Linked DNA regions of Capra hircus: region 1 is linked to region 2. Evidence: chromatin contacts called from public Hi-C data. All regions are on one chromosome and are shown on one strand. Each heading gives the region's core, a stretch centred on a gene start, on an enhancer-like site or on the middle of the called end of the contact. The rest is flanking DNA. Distances are from core to core; before and after follow the strand shown. Region 1 overlaps RBM19 (probable RNA-binding protein 19). Region 2 overlaps LHX5 (LIM/homeobox protein Lhx5).

Region 1 (4,404 bases), core at 1,402-3,901, 330 kb before region 2:
CCCCGAACATCATTACACGTGGCCTCTCTTCTTCCTGCCATTCCCGGCAGTAGTTTTCATCAGCCCCTGAAAACCCAGAGCCTTCTTGGAGCCTGGCTTTGTTGTGTGTCCCAGCTGGGAGTTTGAGACCATTCCAAGCGTGGGCAGCAGGGGTCGCTGTGAGTCTTCTCAGAGAGACAAGCTGGGCCAGGAAACCAGACCCAGTTTCAGACAAAGCCAGCAGCCTGTAAGGGTCAGAGGCAGGGGGAGATGTCCAGGTTCAAGGGAACCCGTCCAGTCCATTTTGACGGGCAAGTTTTGTGGGCTTATCCTACCAGGCGTGATCACCGCTCACCGAGTGTTGGGCTCCGCACCGTGCTTTCCTGTGCTGTTATCTTTTTTTTAAAGCAGCAGAGCAGCGCTGCAAAGGAGGGGTGCTGTTATCCCTTCTGTACCCAGAGGGACACTGGAGACCTAGAGAGATGAGGTTTCCAGCCCAGGACCACACGGCTGAGCTGAAAGTGGGGTGTCCTTGGTCTGACCCAGAGCCCTGGCTTGGACCCGCACCTCTCTGGGCCTTGAACCATGAACCGCACCTCCTTAATCCTTCTCTTGGGTCTTGAAGAAGTTACCATCCCCCAGATCATTTTAGTAGAACTGCCATCCTGTGAGGGTGTGTCGTTTGTGCCAGGCACTGCGCTAGGTGCTGGGCGCAGAGCCGTGTCAGGAGAGACGGGCTCCTGGTCACGAAGGACCAGGAAAGAAAGTGACAGGGACGGACAGTGACACACTCAAGGGGTGCAAGCTGGAGTGCAGGGCTGTGGGGGAGTGTGGTCTGGTTCTTGAGACCACCTGTTGAGAGGCAGCAGCTCCCCTGCCCTCCCCAGTGCCCGGGGGGACCCTGCCCGTGAGCTGGGGGCAGCAGCTTCTGGGCGGAGGCAGTGTTGGCCTGGGCACTTCCTGGAGGCCACCAGCCTTCCATCTGGGCTTCGCTGCACCAGAGCCCAGCCTCTGAAACCTAGCCTGACGGGTGCCCAAAGACCCTGCAGATCACGCCTCCGCAGGATTGTCCTCTGGGCCAATTCAAGGCTCGCCCTTTAGAAAAGTCAGGGAGGTGGGACCTCCCTGGTGGTTCAGTGGTTAAGACTTCCCCTTCCAGGGCAGAGGGGTGTGGTTCAGTCAGGAAGCTGAGATGCCACCTCAAGGCCTGAAAACTAGAAGATAAACAACAGAAGCAACATTGTAACAAGTTCAATAGAGAATTTTTAAATGGTTCACATCAAAAAAAAAAAAAGTAAAAAGTAAATGGAGTAGCACTTCCCAGGTCCCTCTCTGTTGCCCCCTTTCTGGACCTCAGTTTCCCTCGGCATGAAATAGCAGTCTTCATACTGCTGGTAACGTGTGCTGTGAATTTTGATAATGATGCCACAATAATAATCACTAGTGTTTATCCCTATCATGAAGCAGACTTTTGGAGCCCGACCTCTGCGCCAGGCACTGTGGGCTGAAGTGCTTTGGCTCTTTACAGCCCTGCAGAATGCTTGTCGTCATCGTCTCCAGTAAAGAAACCAGCTCCGGAGCCCAGAGTCCTACCACTGGGTCGTCAGAGGCTCAGGCTGGCACCCGGCTCCCTCACCACGTGGCTGCCTCGAGGGCTGTTAAAAGGATTAAGTGAGATTATGCATGTGGGGCACTTAATACAGCGCCGGGTATGGAGCGGGTAGTTAATCAGTGTTCGCTGTGGTTATTAAACAGCACAAAGCTGGTGGCTTCAGGCTGGGAACCCAAGGCAGGGCTGACTCAAGACAGAGCCTGTGTCTTTGACAGCAGTGCCAAATCCTTGGAAGTTTTCTGCAGTATGTCCTTTTTTTAAAATTTTTTATTTATTTTATTTTTGACTGGCTTTTCTGTAATTGTGGAGAGCCAAGGGCTCTTTTCGAGTCGCGGTGCGTGGCCTTCTCGCTGTGGTGGCTTCTCCTGTGGAGCGTGAGCTCTAGGCCACGTGGGCTCAGTAGTTGTGGTTTCGGGGCTCTAGCTCACCGGGCTCATAGTTGTGGCCCATGGGCTTCGTTGCTCTGTGGCATGAGAGTCGCTCCCAGACCAGGGATCGAACCCCTGTCTCCTGTCAAGTGGGCGTCCCCGCTGCTCTCTGGGTTGGCTCTGGGTTTGGTCTGTGGTTCACTGTGGAGGCCACAGGCTCCTGGTCTGTAGATGGTTCCCAGTAAATGTGTGCTGAGCACCTGGATTTAACTGCAAAGCCTTCCTCTGTGGGATCTGACAAAGACAGGGCATGAGACGCAGAGAGGTTAAGGAGTTTGCCCAGGGTCACACAGCTCTGCAGCGGCACAGCCGGGTGGCTCTCACTCTAGACGCCCCCTCCCTCACCTCCCCTGAGGTCAGGATGTCAGGTGGCAGAGATGCAGCCACCTCCTCGGGCAGGCTGGGCCTTCGGCCCCAGGCTGCAGATGGACGCTTTTTCATCTGAGCGGTTTTTTCCCTTCCTCAGAGGTGCGAACCACCTGCCAGGGGTGTGAATGGGTGAGTTCACAACAGGTGTCTAGAGGCCCTAATTACTTGGCTTGCATCGCCCGCTTTGTGGACGGCGTCCATCCGTCCCCGGCCCCCTCGCCTCCTCATTTCCTCTTGCAGTGACACGGTGACCGCGACCGGGACCGTGGAGGGAAGGCCCAACACAGCTGGCCCGCTGAGTTCCTCTCTGGCGCTCCCCCCAACCCCTGTCTCCCCTTGCCCAAGGGCGGGGTCACTGCCGGTTTAACTCCTGGTGGTCTGCAGTACCTTTCCAGAAGCTTCGAGCCCTGTCATCTGCTCTCCACAGACTCCTGGGAAGATGCCTGGGGCCACTTCCCCTTCACCAGGAAGAAGCCCTGCAAAAAACAGCTCAGGCGGTTCGAGAGAGCCAGCCTGGACCAGTCCTGAAGGCGGGGTGGGGAGAAAACCCTCAGCCAGGTTCCGAAGGGAGTGGGGTGAGGAGGGCACAGCTGTCCCCAGGTTCCCCCTCCACCCACCCCTGTCATCTCCTCCCTGCAGAGCGACCCTGAGAAGAAGGCTCTGCATCCGCTGATGAGACCTGGCCGTGCCCGTTCATTGTTTCATCCACAGCTGCTCTCACCTGCAGCAGCGTCAGGTGACCGAGGCAAGGTCCACAAGGTTATGGACTACTGTCCATCCGGCCCTTCACGGGGAAAGTTTGCTGAGCCCTGGACTAAGGAGATCGTGGGGCCTGCGGGAAGACGGGGCATGCCCTAAGGGGCTTTGTTTCTGTCTTCTAGTTTTAATAATACACGGAAAGTAGTTTTTTCTTCCCCCTCTTATAAAAAAGACAAACGTGACGGGTAATGCTAGAGCCCTGCTGACCCCTCTGAAGACAGGATGTGAGGTCTCAGCTCAAGGAATTGCAGTGTCCATTTCTGCAAACCGCACCCACGCCGTTTTTTTCATCAGGGTATCTCTGCTTCTCCACTTTGCTGGGCTTTTTTGTTTGTGTGCTTGCTTTGTTATAGGACCGTTTTTTTATGAGCAGTTTTTGGTTTACAGCCAAATTGAGAGGCAGGTTTAGACCGTTCCCATGTACCCCTGGCCCCACCTATATGTACACGGCCTCCCGAACTAGCAGCGTCCCCACAAGAGTGGGACAATTGGACTCAATGACTGTGTGGTCTGCGGTGTTTTGTCTTATTTGAATAACAAATGCTCCTGGGAACATTCTTGTGTATGTCGGTAGCCGTGTGCGTGTTTTTCTGTAGGGTGTACCCATCGGAGTGGAGTTGCTGGGTCATGGGTGAGCATATGTCAGCTTCAGTAAACATTACTCAGATGGTTTCCAAATCAGTTCTATCAGGTTCCACTTCCAGCTGCCCACTGACCTCGCCAACACTTGATAGTGTCTGTCTTTCTCTTTTTAGGCATATCTGGTGCGTATATAGTAGCATCATCACATGATTTTAATTTGTGCTTCCCTGATGGCTAAGGAAATCAAATCCCTTTTCATACTTTTATGGTGATTTGATTACATTGTTGTTCAGTTGCTAAGTCACATCTGATTCTATGACCCCACGGACTGCAGTGCACCAGGCTTCCCTGTCCTTCACCATGTCCCAAAGTTTGCTCACACTCATGTCCGTTGACTTGGTGACACCATCCAACCATCTCATCCTCTGCCTCCCTCTTCTCCTGCCTTGAATCTTTCCCAGCATCAGAGTCTTTTCCTGTGAGTTGGCTCTTCACTTCAGGTGGCCAAAGCATTGGAACTCCAGCTTGAATATACCCTTGTGGAATGTCTATTCAAATCTTTTGCCCATTTTTTAAAAATTGGGTTGTCTGATTTTTTAAATTACTTTCTTAGTTACTTTTTACATAATTATGCATATTCTGGATTCCAGTCCTTTGGTGGACGTAGGATTGCAT
Region 2 (4,311 bases), core at 1,640-4,139:
CTCACCTTCTCTATTCCTGAGCCTCTGAATTTGGGGAGCCCCCAGGAATGTCTTTGCCTGAGAGGGATCTCTGTTCCACCCAGACTGGGGAAGGGGGTGGCCCTAGTAACCCAGATTGGTGAGAGGTGACTTCTTTTAGAAAAGTCAGCTGAGTGGCAGTGTGGAAGGGGAGGGCCAGGATCCCGGTGCCCAGGCAGACCCAGGAAGGAAAATAAGGGCACCCTCTACCAGCTTTGTTTTATCCACAGGCCTAGGAGGTTAGCTCTTCTGGCCCGGCCAGGGTCCCCGGAAACTGTGGGTGAAAAATAGTGATGTGCTTTTAGGGAAGAGACTGAGATGGCAGGGCAGGTACAGATGCCAAAGGGAGTCGGCCTAGTGGACTTGTCCTGGGGCGGCTACTCACGGACACTCTTCACCCATCTTTGCCTGCTTGCGCGCAAAATCTCCGCCCGGCGCGGGGAGGTTGGCGGGGCGGTACCAGTCCGGAATTTTTCCCCGCCTGGGTAATTAACCAAGGTTTCCCCCAGGACCAGCGTGCCTCCCACCAACCCGACCGCCTCTTCTACCCCCCTGTCTGCTGGATAGAGTGGGGGCCTGGACACGCGGGGTCCCTCTTTCCCCGGAATGGGTTGGGGGGACGGCCGCGGACCCCCCAGCCCCAGGGAGGCAGCCCCGCCTAATCCGCGCTGGGAGATCCCGGCGGCGGCGGCGGCCGGCAGCGTGCGAGAAAGGGGCCGGGCGGCGGGGCCGGCGGCTCCCCGTGGGAGCCGGGACAAAGCCCCAGCTGCGGCTTTTGTGCCCTTTTCAGACGGCGTTTGTTCCAATTACCTCCGGCTCGGCCGCCATATGGGCGGAGGCGGCGCGCTCCGCGCGGGGGCCGAGGCCCTCGCTGGCTAGCCGGCTCGCTACGGACCGTGGCCGTCCCCCATCGCCGTCCCTTAGGGGCCCCAAATTCGCCGCTTCCAACCTTTCTCTTCACTTACGGGGAGAATGGAATGAGCGGTTTTTAAAAAGTAATTGGCGACCGTTTTGGCTGTTGCCTAAACCGTCTCCAAGCCCGCCTCCAGACACTCCCCGTTTGGACTGATGTCAAGGAGGGTTTGGGGAGGGAAGGGGGCAGCAGGGGGAGTCCAGCACTCGCCCCGGCGACAGACCCCGGCCCTAAACAGGAGGCGTGGGTTTGCTGAAGAGACTTCGGCTTACGGACGCGCTGGTTTTCCCTCCGCCCAAAGCGGGTTATTGTCAAGGGTGCTCCTTTCGTGGGGTCCCACGCCCCAGTCTTTCAGGGGACAACCCGAGGTGGAGGGAAAGAGGCTCTGTCCTCTGTTCGAAAGGGTTTAGGGAAGGGGGCTTTAGGAGGAGGTCACGGAATTGACTCAGAAACACTTTGTCGAGAAATGGGCGGGCGTGTAATCTGGAGTCACTGCGCTCCCCGAATTTGTCGGCAAAATTCGAATTTGTGCATTTTTCCGCCGAGAGAACCAATAGCTATCACCAGATTGGTAAAAGGGCTGAATGTCCCCAAAATGCCCCAAAACTTTGGGAGTCTTGGCAACCCCACCCCGGCGGATACAGCTTTACCCCAAGGCGCAGGGATCTCTAGACTTGGCCCGGCGAGTGTTTTTTTTATCGTCCCCCCCCCACCCACCCACCCCCGCCTCTCCAAATCTCTGGGGCTGAGCTTTTTCCATTCCTGGCCAGGTGAGGCCGAGGCAACCGATCGGAGCCCCGAGGGGGTGCAGCGCGGGGAAAGGGAGGGCTCTGAGGCCGCCTGGCATGGTCCGCGGCCAAGTTTCGGCGGCCGGGGCCGAACTCGCCAGCGCCACTGTGCTCCGGCTGCGCTTCTCGCAGGCTGGGTCGACGCCGCATCGCAACCATTTCACCTTCAGTTCTCTTTCCGCCGTCTCTGCCTCCCTGCCCTGCTCCTCTCCCGGGTCTCTCAGCTCCTGGGTCTCTCAGCCCCCGGGTCTCTGGCCCTCTGTCTGACTCATCTTTCGCGTCCCTGGACGCCTCTGTCTCTCCCCACCTTCCATCTTGTTCCTGGGTCTCTCCCCGGGTTTTTTTCTGCGTCTCTAACCACACAGCCGCCTCAGCTTTCCCTTTCCGGCTCCTGCACTATCTCTGTTTAACTTGAATAACCTCAGCCGTGGGTTCAGTGACTGAATCTCTCTTCTTGCCTCCCCACGGACTCTGGGTCTGGGGTGTCTACTCGCGTGCTGTCCTACCGATCTCTCCCTGCCTCTTTATCTGGTATTGTCCAGTGCCTCTCGCTCTCTAGCCAGCTCTAAGGCACTGTCTGGAATCCTCTGTCTGTTGCGCTTCCCCCGTGACCTCTGTCTCTCCGTCTCTGTATCAGGGAACCTCTGATGTTGAAAGGTGTGTGTCCTTCATCGTCCCTGAGTCTCTCCCAGCTCCTGAGGCTGTAGCCTTTGCGTCTCACTGGTTGTCTGTCTCCCCAGCACGAACTCGAAGTCTGGTCTTCCGCCCTCTGGCCTGCCTCTCCACGGGCGTGGTCCCCGTGAACGTCCTGTCCCGCCAGCCCCAGCCGCATCTGCACCTCTCTGCCCTTGGGCTCCCTGGGTCCCCTCCCCCGGATCTCCTCCCCCAGGCCCCGTGAGTCTTTCCTCAGCGACCTCCCCGCCTCTCACTCTCCCCTCTGCCGCCCTGTCCCCTCCGCAGACTACCAAGGAGACTACTACGCGCCGGGAGGCAACTATGACTTCTTCGCGCACGGCCCGCCGTCGCAGGCGCAGTCCCCGGCCGATTCGAGCTTTCTGGCCGCCTCGGGGCCCGGCTCAACGCCGCTGGGCGCGCTGGAGCCGCCGATCGCCGGCCCGCACGCCGCCGACAACCCCAGGTTCACCGACATGATCTCGCACCCGGACACGCCGAGCCCGGAGCCGGGCCTGCCCGGCTCGCTGCACCCCATGCCGGGCGAGGTGTTCAGCGGCGGCCCTAGCCCCCCCTTCCCCATGAGCGGCACCAGCGGCTACAGCGGACCCCTGTCGCACCCCAACCCTGAGCTCAACGAGGCTGCCGTATGGTAAGGCCACCGGGCCGGGCCACCCCCCCGCGCTTGGCCCCGGGGACCCGCCCGGCCGGCCCCCGCCCCCACCCCCCGACTTCACCCCGGACGCAGCCTCCCTAAACCAAAACGCCCAGCGTGGACACAGCTCGCTCTCTCCCGAGTCCGAACTCAACCGGCAGCTGCTTCTCGGCTGGGCGCGAAGGAGGAGGACCGACCCCGCCCCCCATCTCCATCCTCTCACCGCGGCCTCTCCGGGAACCCCCTGCCAGCGTCTCCCGGCAGCTGCGAGCTATTTCTTGGGACTAAAGTGTTAACTCCGAAGGGTCAAGAGATTTCAAGCACGCTCTAGGCTTCCCCCGACCTCTCCCCCAACCCACACACCACCTCTTTGGACCAAGAGAGGGCTGAAGCCAACGGATGGAGACGGTTTCTTTTTTCCCCCCTCCCTGGAATCCGACTGGCATTTTGTAATCGTATTTCTCACTCTGCTTTCCCGTCTTTAAAAAAAAAAAAGATAAGAAAAAGAGAGATTGAAAGGAGTGAGGAAAGGGAGCAGAATGAGTTAGAAGATGGAGAGAGAGCCAGCAGAGAGATGGAGACTGAGAAACAGGTTTGAATGGGGTGCGGGTAGGGTTGGGGGGTGGGGGGGGGGTCACTGGAAGACAGCTCCACCTGTGCGTTTGCGCCCCCTGGTGGTCAACCTCGATGATCACGGTCAGCTTTTCTAGGAAGAGATGGGAACCGTCCGGACATGGCCAGCCCAGGGCCAGACCCCCACCTCTTCCTTCCTTTGACATTTATTTTGAACCCGGGGGTCCAGGCCAGATTCGAACACTTGCCCATCCTGGGCTCCCGCTTGGGCAAGGCGCCAAGATTTCTGGGCTCTGGGCCACAGACCACCCTCCGTGCCCAGGTCCTTGGAGGCTGGGCGGTCAGGATGTACAGTATTATACTTTTTTGGAAGTTGAACGCTTCTAGTTTCCTTATTTTGTATAAAGAAGAAACAAATAAAGTATGTTTTTGTGTTTACTGTTTATTTATTGTACACTAGTTATCTGGGGTTGGACATTTTTATATTTTTAAGAGGAGGGTGGGCAGAGTTGGGGAGGGGAGCCAGAAAGAGGTTTACCTAAAAAAAAAAAAAGTAAAAAAAAACCACCGAAAAAATCAACTTTTTTAAAAAGATTAATAAAAAATTCTTTTTTCCCTCCTTGCTGTGTGGTTTCCTTTTTTTTTTTTTCTTTCCTTTTTTCCTCTGTCTTCAGTCACTCTGAATTAATGGA

The links. A called contact is a pair of places that touch in the nucleus more often than the background predicts.
Region 1: a Hi-C map of blood shows a contact between it and region 2, with 4 times the contacts expected there. The contact joins two enhancer-like sites. A contact is called at or near these places in 2 of 5 Hi-C or Micro-C datasets (both in blood).

Annotation. Positions count from the first base shown.
Region 1 is chr17:10,490,263-10,494,666 of ARS1.2, reverse strand. The region is part of intron 21 of RBM19 (probable RNA-binding protein 19); the gene reads left to right. Among named protein-coding and RNA genes, the nearest start is that of RBM19, 42 kb to the left of the region's middle. Within about 2 kb of position 2,651, at least 1 of the 5 cell types and tissues checked has an H3K27ac peak or open chromatin away from gene starts, as enhancers often do.
Region 2 is chr17:10,163,974-10,168,284 of ARS1.2, reverse strand. It overlaps LHX5 (LIM/homeobox protein Lhx5), which reads left to right. Exons shown (of 5, transcript XM_018061183.1): 5 at 2,680-3,528. The coding sequence ends at 3,047. Among named protein-coding and RNA genes, the nearest start is that of LHX5, 7.9 kb to the left of the region's middle. Within about 2 kb of position 2,889, at least 1 of the 5 cell types and tissues checked has an H3K27ac peak or open chromatin away from gene starts, as enhancers often do.